Linked DNA regions of Mus musculus: all the other regions are linked to region 4. The links are chromatin contacts, called in public ChIA-PET and promoter capture Hi-C maps. All regions are on one chromosome and are shown on one strand. The core of a region is the stretch at or near the end of the contact, and the rest is flanking DNA. Distances in the headings are between cores, read along the strand shown. Region 1 overlaps Gm31386 (a long non-coding RNA gene). Region 2 has its middle 24 kb from the start of Mideas. Region 3 holds the start of Riox1 (ribosomal oxygenase 1). Region 4 holds the start of Dnal1 (dynein, axonemal, light chain 1).

Evidence for each region. Promoter capture Hi-C pulls out the DNA fragments that hold promoters and counts their contacts. ChIA-PET counts read pairs in DNA pulled down with a chosen protein or histone mark.
Region 1: a contact with region 4 is called in a promoter capture Hi-C map of liver, with 2.7 times the contacts expected there. The contact joins the enhancer-like site here to the promoter of Dnal1 in region 4. A contact is called at or near these places in 15 of 39 promoter capture datasets (the 3T3-L1 cell line, 3T3-L1-derived adipocytes, the HPC-7 cell line and 10 more), 5 of 115 datasets of contacts at active chromatin or transcription factors (embryonic stem cells, memory CD8 T cells, pancreatic cancer cells and 2 more) and 1 of 9 other capture datasets (pancreatic islet).
Region 2: an RNA polymerase II ChIA-PET map of effector CD8 T cells shows a contact between it and region 4, with 13 read pairs. The contact joins the enhancer-like site here to the promoter of Dnal1 in region 4. A contact is called at or near these places in 13 of 39 promoter capture datasets (the 3T3-L1 cell line, the C10 cell line, the HPC-7 cell line and 7 more), 1 of 484 Hi-C or Micro-C datasets (bone marrow-derived macrophages), 5 of 115 datasets of contacts at active chromatin or transcription factors (double positive thymocytes, effector CD8 T cells, embryonic stem cells and 2 more) and 3 of 9 other capture datasets (adipose tissue, liver and pancreatic islet).
Region 3: a contact with region 4 is called in a promoter capture Hi-C map of neural stem cells. The contact joins the promoter of Riox1 here to the promoter of Dnal1 in region 4. A contact is called at or near these places in 21 of 39 promoter capture datasets (the 3T3-L1 cell line, 3T3-L1-derived adipocytes, the C10 cell line and 12 more), 7 of 115 datasets of contacts at active chromatin or transcription factors (bone marrow-derived macrophages, effector CD8 T cells, embryonic stem cells and 3 more) and 4 of 9 other capture datasets (adipose tissue, liver, macrophages and 1 more).

Annotation. Positions count from the first base shown.
Region 1 is chr12:83,923,785-83,926,582 of GRCm38.p6, forward strand. The region is part of intron 1 of Gm31386 (a long non-coding RNA gene); the gene reads left to right. Among named protein-coding and RNA genes, the nearest start is that of Gm31386, 3.3 kb to the left of the region's middle. Within about 2 kb of position 1,542, at least 16 of the 459 cell types and tissues checked have an H3K27ac peak or open chromatin away from gene starts, as enhancers often do. A contact at or near this core is called in liver, where this site is marked.
Region 2 is chr12:84,241,935-84,244,634 of GRCm38.p6, forward strand. No RefSeq gene overlaps it. Among named protein-coding and RNA genes, the nearest start is that of Mideas, 24 kb to the left of the region's middle. Within about 2 kb of position 1,362, at least 120 of the 459 cell types and tissues checked have an H3K27ac peak or open chromatin away from gene starts, as enhancers often do. A contact at or near this core is called in the HPC-7 cell line, bone marrow-derived macrophages, double positive thymocytes and 4 more, where this site is marked.
Region 3 is chr12:83,949,166-83,951,865 of GRCm38.p6, forward strand. It overlaps Riox1 (ribosomal oxygenase 1), which reads left to right and starts at 1,443. Exons shown (of 1, transcript NM_023633.3): 1 at 1,443-2,700. The coding sequence starts at 1,527. The region is part of intron 16 of Heatr4 (HEAT repeat containing 4); the gene reads right to left.
Region 4 is chr12:84,112,983-84,115,682 of GRCm38.p6, forward strand. It overlaps Dnal1 (dynein, axonemal, light chain 1), which reads left to right and starts at 1,346. Exons shown (of 8, transcript NM_028821.3): 1 at 1,346-1,417. The coding sequence starts at 1,415.

The DNA.
Region 1 (2,798 bases), core at 292-2,791, 190 kb before region 4:
CCTGAGCTAGCATCTTATAACATGGGAAGTAAATAAGCAAATAGGAAGGGGCCTGGAGAGGCTGCAACATCCCAGCATCCTTTTACACAGCCTTTCAATGCCTCGCCAGCAGCCTCCTTCCCTAGCCTTGATGCTGTGCTGTAGTACCAATTTTAGAGCAAGTCAGAAGGCAATTAATGTCCTAGCAGATCGGAAACAATAGCGTCATAGGAGGGCATGGCCATTATTATGGTGCTCTGGATAATAATGGCCCTTGCACAGCCACAGTGATGAGGTGCCATACAGAACATAGAATTAGGGCAGTCTCGAGAAGGGGACTCGACCACTAAGTTTAGGAACTCAGACTGCTATCACAAAAGTTGGTGAATAATTGCCACAAAGGTCAGCCACTCATTATCTCAACCACTAAAAACAAGCTTTTGTCCTGGGTCGCTCCTACCCATCTACTTCCCAAGGTTCCCCTTTGTAAAATAAGAGGAAAATTAAAATAAATGTGTACAACCAGCAGGAAGAAGAAAAGTTGAAAGAAGGAAGGCTTTAAGATGCACACTTAGAACTAACCAAGGGTGTTGGGTTAACAAAACTGCTCGAAGTCTTTGGTTTTATCCACATGGGGTTAGCCTGCTACCATTGCCCCTTGCTTCGCCTCCCTGCTCTGTGTACTTCTCCAGCACTCCCAGCCCCCCACAGGGCCTCTTAGAAATCAAGAGCCCTGGAGCCTGCTTGTCTGCAGCTCTGTGTTTGGTATGGCTGCCTGTGGAGGTTGCTGTAGATGCTATCTGTTCAGAACCTCTTGATTCAGACCATGATGGCAGGTATGCTAGCGGCAAATGTGACTCTAATGTGACTCAAATGTGACTCTACCAACTGAGTGCAAAATGGGGGACTCACTGTGGTACCCTGATATCTGAGGGGTACAGTAGAAGCCCAGGCCTTCATGGGCTCTAAGGCATTTCCTCTCTACCTTCTTCTTACAGAGCAACATTCAACACTCAAGTCTCCGTTCATTTCTTTTTCTTTTTCTTTTGTTTAGTTTTGGGTTTTGTTTTGTTGTTGTTGTTTTTGATTGTTTGTTTGGTTGGGTTTTTTTTTTGTTGTTGTTTTGGGCATTTTTTTTTTTTTTTTTTTGCTTTTGGTTTTTATTTTATTTATTTGCTTGTTTGTTTGCTTGCTTTTTGGTCTAAAGAGCCAAATCCCACCTTCGATAAGCTCTATGTCTTGCCTGTGGAAGTCTTCAATCCTCCGATCCCCCTTTTCTAGACACAATTCCAGTTCCAGATGGGCTAGAGAAGTAAGTTGCGGTGGGAGCAGACCAGGGCCAGAGTTACCTGCCGCCCCGCCAGCCACTGGAGGCAAGATTACTGATAAGAAGTAGTTAACAAGGTGGAAAGAGTTAGGAAGAAAAGAGGGGCTTGGGGAGGAGAAAGACCTGAGGAAAGAAGAAGAGAAAGCAAGAGAGAAGCCGCCATGAGAGACAGAAAACTGGTCTGGGAGCCCAGGAGAGCGCTGAGCCAGCCCTCCCCTCCGGAGGCTGCCCCCTCCCAGTGCTGCCTGTGGACTTTACACTGGCTTGCTTAAGTGCACTGATAGGTAAAGTGCAGTGTCTGCCACTCACTCGTTAAAGGAAAAAAGTGCCTGGGATGCATTCTATAAGGCTCTTGTTCCGTATCTTCTTGGGAAGCCTCCCCAAGTTCAAAGACTGCTGCTCTGGCAGCTGGTCAGAGCTGACAAAGGAAGGACAGATTTATGTAGCCAAGCCAAGGACATGTCTTCATAAAGGTGACCTCTGGCTGAACACAAGGCAAAAGATGATTTTACCATCCCAAGCAGAAGAACTTCTAATAGATGGAAGTGCCAAGCCGTTTTTCCCGTGCTGGAACTGAGCACTGTGGCTTCAAAGTTCAAGACTGGTTTGTGGATGAGAAGGCAAAGTGGGGGAGAGTGTGGAAGGGGCCGTTCTCATGGGCAGAGCTGTTTGCTTTTCTGTTCCAGATGCCTGGGATTTTTTTTTAAAGATGTATTTATTTTATGTATATGAGTACACTGTCACTCTCTTCAGACACACACCAGAAGAGGGCATCCGATCCCATTACAGATGGTTGTGAGCCACCATGAGGTTGCTGGGAATTGAACTCAGGACCTCTGGGAGAGCAGTCAGTGCTCTTAACCACTGAGCCATCTCTCCAGCCCCTGTGATTTTTTTTTTAATGCCATACCATGCCTTACTAGTAAATACTCATTTTCATCCTCAAGAAAAATGATGTGCTTATAGTGTGCTTATTTATAAAATGGGTAAGGTGTCAGCTCATAATGCTGCCATTGTGCTATTGAAAGGGGGCCCTAGTTACTATCACCAAATCTCTGGGCGGACCAGCTATTCTTCTACAGCAGGGAGTGGGCCAAGCAAAGTACTTAGCACCATTTAAAGGTTTGTCCATCCCTGTTTTACATGCGTGCAGAGAGTTTCCTGGAAACATGGCTATTTTCCAAAGATTGCTCAAGCAGAATGCCTTTGAGAACTCTCAAACCCCAGCCACATGGAGCCTTACAAGAGAGTAAATTTAAACTTGGACCCTTCTTGCTTTGTTTTGAGACCTGTTCTCACTATGTAGGCCAGACTGTCATAGTTTAATGGCAGTTTAATGACACTTCTCCCTTAGCTGCTTAAGTATTGGGACTGCAAGGTATGTACCACTTGAACTTATGCCCTCTTGAGCCTAACACTCACCCACACCATAGTCATTAATAATTTTGGTTCTGCCATTTACAAACTAACTGTACCTGTAGGAAAGTTCCAG
Region 2 (2,700 bases), core at 112-2,611, 130 kb after region 4:
CCCCCCAGCTTGTTTTCTTATAGAACCTGTTGTAGCTTGTCAAAAGACCCTCACGCACAAAGACCACAGAGACTGCCGTCGTTGCAAAACGCATGAGGATTTTACTTATCCAACATGTTAGGGAACCCTCTCTCAGTACGCAGGCCAGAGGAGAGACACAGAACATAGAAAGAACACACTTTTTATACCTTGTAAGGGCCGGATATAGGCACCAGGGTAGTTTGGCTTATTTTAATTGGTGTAGCAAATAACCTTTTTAGACATTGGTCGGTTTGTATAGGGTGACTCTCATTTTGTGTGTCCTTATGGTTTTTAGTGTGAGGTGGGGCCGGGAAATTGTTAATTTTGTTTTTGACCGTTAAAACTATGTTTCTATATTTGTTTAGTCAGCCAGCCTTTTATCTGACTCTGTACTTGACCTGCTAGTACAGTTTGGAAAGTCCTTTTGAAGAGGGAAGGTACTGGGTAGTCTTGAATTTATTTTGGATATTACAAACCCAGGACCACCAGCCCAGGGATGGCAACACCTACAATGGGCTGGGTCCTTCTCTATAATCATTAATTAAGAGAATGCCATATAGGCCTGCCTACAACCTGATTTCTGGAGGCTTTTTCTCACTTGAGGTTCCTCTTCAAAATGCTTGTATCAGGTTGACAGGAAAACTAGTCAGCACAGGGATGGCATGGTATATGGCTGTCTTTGCCTGCTTAGAATGTTTTTAAGCAAGCTGACTTGGAAGCTGCGCTAGAGCTCCAAGATCTCCCAGGGTGGCGAGCATACTTCAGATCATGGTCACAGAGCTTCTGTTCATCTCTGCAACCTTACTTACCATGAGCCCATAGGGTAAGGGTTATGACATGGTTATGGTTATAATGTTATTTTGTTGCTACTTCATAGCAGTAATTTTGCTACTGTTACGAATCATAATGTAAATATCTGATATGCAGGATATTGGATATGTGACCCCCGTGCAAGGGGTTGTGATCCGCAGGTTGATAGTTGCAGCCATAGGGTAAAGACAATGGTTCTGTTTCTCGCTGCCTATTGAAGTAACTTCATATGTACCCGGGACACAAGTGAGGTGCAAATGAATTGGCCTTGGTAGGGCTGCCTTGGTCCTTTGCAGAGATGGTGGGTCCTCTGATACGTGTGACAAACGTAGTCATGAAATGTGTCACACACACACACACACACACACACACACACACACACACTGGAACATGCATTTTAGCCTTTGCCAATTTTGCCCACAAGGAGGGAATGTTTCAGACGGAGAAGCAAGTTCCCTGACGTAGATACATCAGAGTCACTTTCTCAGGTGTAGAGGCTCACTTCCCCCTGTGGAGGAAAGCCTGGGCCACTTCCTGTTTTCACTTGCAACTCAGCTCTGTGATGTCTCTAGTGTGGTGTGCCTCGTGATCTCTGACAGAGGCTGCAAAAAGACGTATGTCCCAGTTAAAGGACCATGTTGGAAAGAAACTCTGACAGAGTCAGGGGTAGCAGTGAAGGTGGCCAAGGTCCCTCTAGGGAGGACTGGCTCTTTGGGATGGTCTGAATTCTGTGCCACTCAAGATATAGGCAAATGGTGTTGTTGCCTTCATGCTGTTCCTCTATCAGGCAGGAAACACATAGAAGGAAGCTGAGAAAAAGGATACCCATGAGAACACTAGGCACCAGTACCCATGAGGACACTGGTCACCAGTACCCATGAGGACATTGGTCACCAGTACCCATGAGGACACTGGGCATCATTACCCCTGTGAACATTGGGCACCAGCACTCCTGAGAACACTGGGCATCAGTACACACGTGAACACTGAGCATCAGTACCCCTGAGTACACTGAGCATCAGTACCCCTGAGAACATTTGGGCATTAGGTTAAAGGATTTCCTCGTGCAATGGTGACACAGTAAGTTGTTTTAGCTCTTATATCTGGATGGCAGTGTCCCTTCGCATCCTCACCTTACTGGCTGTTGGCACATCTCATTGAACCTCTTAATAAAATGTTAGGGGCAGAGGAGTTAGAACAAAAACAGACTTAATCCCCTCTCATATAACCATATATATTACTCCCCTGGCATGGTTCTGATGGTCTGAGGAAGGCATGAAAACTATTCTTCTATAAAGACTGCAAGTGTGGGGAGGACAGGGTGAGGCTGCTCATGGACACTTGGTTCACAGTAGGTATGCTGTAAGGGGCATGGAGGAAAGAAAGAAGTGAGGATCTGCACACATGGACACATGGATTCTGTAATGTCTGTAGCCTTAGTTAGGATTTTACTGCTGTTCACAGACACCATGACCAAGGCAACTCTTATAAGGACAGCATTTAACTGGGGTTGGTTCACAGGTTCAGTCCATTATCATCAAGGCAGGAGTATAGCAGTACCTAGGCAGGCACAGGGTAGAAGGAGCTGAGAGTTCAACCATATTGTTCTGAAGGCAAACAGAAAACTGGCTTCCAGGCAGCTAGGACAAGGATATTAAAGCCCACACCCATAGTGACACACCTACTCCAACAAGGCCAAACTTCCAAATAGTGCCACTCCCTGGGGCAAGCATGTACAAACTAACCCATCTGTTAAAAACTACAAAAACTGGGCTAGTGGTGAGATGGTTCGGCAAGTAAAGGCCCTTGCTGACAAGCCTGAACTCAGAGATCTGCCTGCTTCTGCTTCCTGAGCACTGGGATTAAGGA
Region 3 (2,700 bases), core at 193-2,692, 160 kb before region 4:
AATGAGCACGAAAGAGAATAGGGCTGGACATTTGCAGAGTTCGAGAGAGGAAGTGGGGATTGGCTGGGAGGAGAGACTCCAAGAGAGATAAGGAAAAGGAGAAAGAAAAAACAAAGAGCAGTCCGGGAGCCCAGAGAACCAGATCAGTACTAAAATGCTGCAAGTATCAGGAAGATTCTGTCGGGAAGGTGCTAGATTAGCATAAAGGATTAAAATAGAGTAACCTGCTCAGTTGTTGTGCCCTTAAAGCTTTTTGAGTAAATATACTAGTCCAGTCTCAATTCTTTGGGAGTTAGCTGGGTTAAGAGGAAAACTGCAACACACTATGTAAAATAACACTAACACCTGTCAAGTTGACAATCGGTGTTAACCATCACAGGTTCCAATCAATTCATTTAAGCTACCTAACTCCCTGAGAAAGTATTGCCATCCTGCCCAATCAAGACCTATGTTCTGCCAGGCATGGTGGTACATACATATGTAAAATACACACACACACACACACACACACACACACACACACACACACACACACACACTCACAAGAATGCTTGCAGAAGCGGTGTCTGCGGGGGGCTAGAGATGATGGTTCAGTGGTTAAAGAGTGTTTACGACTCTATCCAAGGATCAGAGAGAGATTTCCACAAACTACTGTACTAAGAGATTTCTCTGGCCTCCTTGAGACATACACGTACGCATGCACAAACTTTTTAAAAAGTCAGAAGCTTGAAGAAGAGGAGGAGGAGGAGAAACAGCCTATTGCAATGTCATATTGAGAGGCAAGCCCAGGAGTTTGAGGTTAGAAAGGACTATGTAGCAATACACTGACAAAGTGGAGAAGTCCCTAACTTCCTTTTCAGAGGAAGAATATTAATTACAAGCGGCTCACCCTGTAACCTCAGCCTTCCCCGTGCATGAACCACCATACCTGGCAAGGCTTTGTAACTGAGGAGAGAGAGGAAAAAGAAGAGGAGAGGCTTAACAATGAAGTTTTCTGCAGTGAAGAGAGCCAGTAAGAGCTGTGCTTCATACAGAATATCAAACTTTGCCTTCATTCCATTCTACCAGGAAACTGCCTAGGAACAAAAATGCCTACCACAAAAATGAGAAAGCGGACTAAAACAGGAAGCCAGGCTCAGCGCTGCACACCTTTAATCCCAGCAATCGCGAGGCAGAGACAGAAATCTCTGTGAGTTCAAAGCCAACTTGGCTCACCTAATAAGTTCTAGGACTATATAGCTACGGCTTCTGTAGAAAGATTCTGTCCCAGAAAAGCAAAAAAGAGGAATGAAGTTGTTTTCTTTTGAAATGCCTCGTGCCTTCTTTTCTTACACGGAGTCTTTATCTGGTAGAGAATTTTGCCTTGCCAGTGCATACTACCGCGGTTTTAAAAGGTGACAAACCGGGCTAGCTGTAGGACCCAGGAAGACGGTAGGCTTGGCCTACCCAGGGAATGCCGAAGGACTCGCCCCCTTCCCAGAAAGCACCACGGCCGCGGAAGCGTGGGACCCGCCGGCCGCCCCGCTATGGACGAGCTACCGAATGGCAACGGTGCGGCGCTGCTGAAGCGCGGGCGGGGGAGGCGCCGGCGGCACCCGCAGTCGCAGCCCCGCGGCGCGTCGGTCTTGGCCCTGCCCTTGCGGCCCCGGAAGATCCGAAGGCACCGGAAAAGTGCGGCGGCGTCCCGCGTGGCCGCGCTGAGAGCTCGCGCGCTCCGGAGCGAGGACTCGGACTCGAAAGTGGCGGTGGCCTCGGTTCGGGGCAAGCGGAAGAGGCCGGCAGAGCTGCTGGAGGCCTCGCGGTCGGCGGAGCCGCGGCCGGTGTCAGCGCGCCCGAGGTCGGCTTCGGCGACGCTGCCGAGCCGCGTGGAGGGATGGGCTGCGCTCTCCCGGAACCTGGGGACGGCCGCTCCGCCGCCGCCGGGCTCGCACGCGGATGAGCCGGGGCGACCCCGGGCTTCGCCGCTGCAGCAGGTACTGACGGAGCTGAACGGCATCCCCAGCAGCCGGAGGCGCGCCGCCCGCCTCTTCGAGTGGCTCCTGGCGCCCCTGCCTCCGGACCACTTCTACCGGCGGCTGTGGGAGCGGGAGGCGGTGCTGGTGCGGCGGCAGGACCGCAGCTACTACGAGGGTCTCTTCTCCACCGCCGACCTGGACTCGATGCTGCGCTACGAGGACGTGCAATTCGGGCAGCATCTGGACGCCGCGCGCTACGTCGATGGACGGCGGGAGACCTTGAACCCGCCGGGCCGCGCGCTTCCCGCCGCCGCGTGGTCCTTGTACCGAGCCGGCTGCTCCTTGCGCCTCCTGTGCCCGCAAGCCTTCTCGCCCACCGTGTGGCAGTTTCTGGCCGTGCTCCAGGAGCAGTTTGGCAGCATGGCGGGCTCCAACGTCTACCTCACGCCCCCGGACTCGCAGGGCTTTGCTCCTCACTACGATGACATCGAGGCTTTCGTGTTGCAGCTGGAAGGTCGGAAACTCTGGCGCGTCTACCGACCGCGGGACCCGAGTGAGGAGTTGGCCCTGACATCTAGTCCCAACTTCAGCCAGGAGGACCTTGGTGAGCCTGTGCTGCAAACGGTACTGGAACCTGGAGACCTGCTCTATTTTCCTCGGGGCTTCATTCACCAAGCTGAATGTCAGGATGGAGTCCACTCCCTACACCTCACCTTGTCCACCTACCAGCGCAATACATGGGGTG
Region 4 (2,700 bases), core at 96-2,595:
TTGGTTGGGTAATAGCCTCAGGTCATGAGGCTGTACTGGAAAATAGCCCTTGACCATAAAGAATGTCTTAGCCCCAGCCTGACCTTTCAGATTCACTTGCAGAAACAGTAAGTCCTGGTATAGAAAACACAGCACACGCCCTGCTCCCAGTATAATGGCCAAAAAAAAAAAAAGCTGTAACTTCCTGGTGGCTACCTATATTCTACACATGTCCTTTAATTGAGCTCAACCTTCATCCCAGGCAGAAGTTGGGGTCCTTTTTGGATCCCAAAAAGCATTCTTACCCTGTTGAGATCAAGTCTGTTTACTTCTCTGCCTCGTTTTTTTTTTCTTACACTTTTCATGTGAATAAATGTATTTCTACAATATTTTAATAGAACCACTATTCCATTTGTATGCTTAGTATTACTAACCAATTCTCTTTTGTTGACATTTGTGTTTTCTTTTTCCTATAAAAGCTTTAAACGTGTGTGCTGAGGGAGGCTCCATATGTACTTCATATGTTGACTGTTCCTCGGGATGAAGGCTGAGAACTTCTGGCTTGGTCACAAAGATGCAGAAGTTTTAACTGTTCTTAAATTCGTATCGCCAACAGCCTTCCAAGACAGACCATCAATTGCTCAAAGCAGTTTATTTGTGAAGCTCTATTCTCCATGTCCCTAGCAACTCTATTTAAAAACATACATCTAATACACACACACACACACACACACACACACACACACACACACACACACAACACTCCGGAGGCAGAGACATCCAGAGTTCCAGGACAGCCAGGGCTACATAGGAAACCTCGTCTTAGAAAAAAACAAACAAACAAAAAAATGTGACTGGTTTTTTTTTTTTTTTTTTTTTTTTTTTAATCTGACTTCTTAGGGAAGGAAAAAAATATCTTGGTTGCAAAATAATCAACACTTTGTAATACTTTAAGCGTGTTTCGGGCACCTGAGTTCTCCTTGGAGGCTCTAGAATAAGGAAATGAGAAGTTCCTAGTTTAATTCTGGATATACTGAGCAAGACCGTCTGCCTAAATTACCTTTCTCGTCATTTTTCCAGGGAAGGACTTTTTAAAAAAGTTCTTTTATATCAGAAATGCAAATGTTATCAGGAGGTCTGAAAGTTGCGAGTTTAAGGCAATATTGGCTTTGGGAAAGTACATCAACTACTTGCGTGGGTAGTTGAGGGCTCATCTTCACCTCTGCACCAGCTCAGCAGAGAGGTTGGAGGACCGGGGGGGGGGGGGGGGGGGGGGGGGGCGCCAGCCGTCCCACAATGCTCCGCTAGCGCCACCCAAAAGGCGGAGAGAAAGGACCGCTGCCAGTGCAGGCAAGAGGATTGCTCCAGAGGCGCGCCTGCGCACTGACCCCGGCGGGCCCTAGCAACCAGAGCAGTGACGGTAGCAACCGCCGGAATGGTGAGTACCCTCCAGGCCTCGCAGCCAAACCCGAAAGGAGATTAAGAGTGGAAAAAGGGGTTGCTGTGGGGTGCGGAGGGTGGTGGGGTCCTGGCACCGCGGGTAGGGGGAGGAAGGCAATGCTGGCTTCCCAGAGCCGCAGGCCCAAGGCCGGAGCTGCCGGGGCGGGGGCGGGGGGTGGTCTGCGGAGAGGGAGGCCGGAGGCTGACAGGAAGTTAGGTTAAAGCTGGAGGGACTCTGACAGAAGACAAGGCAAGACAGCTGGGAATTCTCGGGAGAGTGGATTGGAAGGGGAAAGGTGATAGGATGGGCGCTGTGATAAAGAGATCTCTTTGTATAACCGTGATTTTAACTCTCCTCCCCCTCTGGTGGGATGGAGGGGTCGGGGCTGGTTACAGAGATCTCCAGCTGCAGCCGAGTTAGCTGTGCCCAGTTGTCCTCGGAGAGAAAGTGAGTCCTGCTCTTAGGAGACCCTGTTCAAACTCTCTCTCTGATGGATTTATCAGGCCAGTGTCCCTCCAGTTCCAACATGACTAAATATGAGCTTCATTGGATTGCAGATTTTTTGTTGTTGTTGTTGTTGTTTATAATACGACAGGGGGTTCCGGAATGTGTGGTTTCAACCATGCACCCCAAATAACTCTGAAATTGGGGAGCATCTCGCCACACTTTGAGAAACGCTGCTGGCTTAGGTTTGTTGTCTACCAGCAAGCAGTCTTCACAGAGTTGTCATGAAACAACAGTTTTAACTAATGATGCTTGTCGCCATGGAAAACGTACCTCTTTTGCTTACATACTTGATATTTCAAGCTATACGTTTGAACACGATTTCAGATCCAACCCAGCCAGAATTATTTAGCGAAGTATAAGGTTGACTTGCTGACTGGAGATGTTGAATATTTGGGGTCACTTGTTGAGTGGTTTGCCTAGCATGCATGGAGCTATAGATTCAATCCCGAGCACCACGTATGTATCTAGCAGAGTGGTACATACCTTCTTATCCCAAGTACTCAGAAGGTGGAGGCAGGAGGATCCGAAGTTCAAGGTCATTCTCTGTGTGAGATGAATAAGACACTGTCTCAGGGTGTGTGTTTGGGAGGGGGATAGGCGTGTAACTCAGTACTGAAACTAGTAAAGCACTTTGCTAGCATGTAGGAGACCCTAGATTGGATTGACAACAATGCACAAGAAAAGAAAATCAGAAACAAAAAACTGTGTAATTAGTAATTATGAGAGTGTGTGCCTCTGTGTGTGTGTGTGAGTGTGTGTGTGTGTGTGTGTGT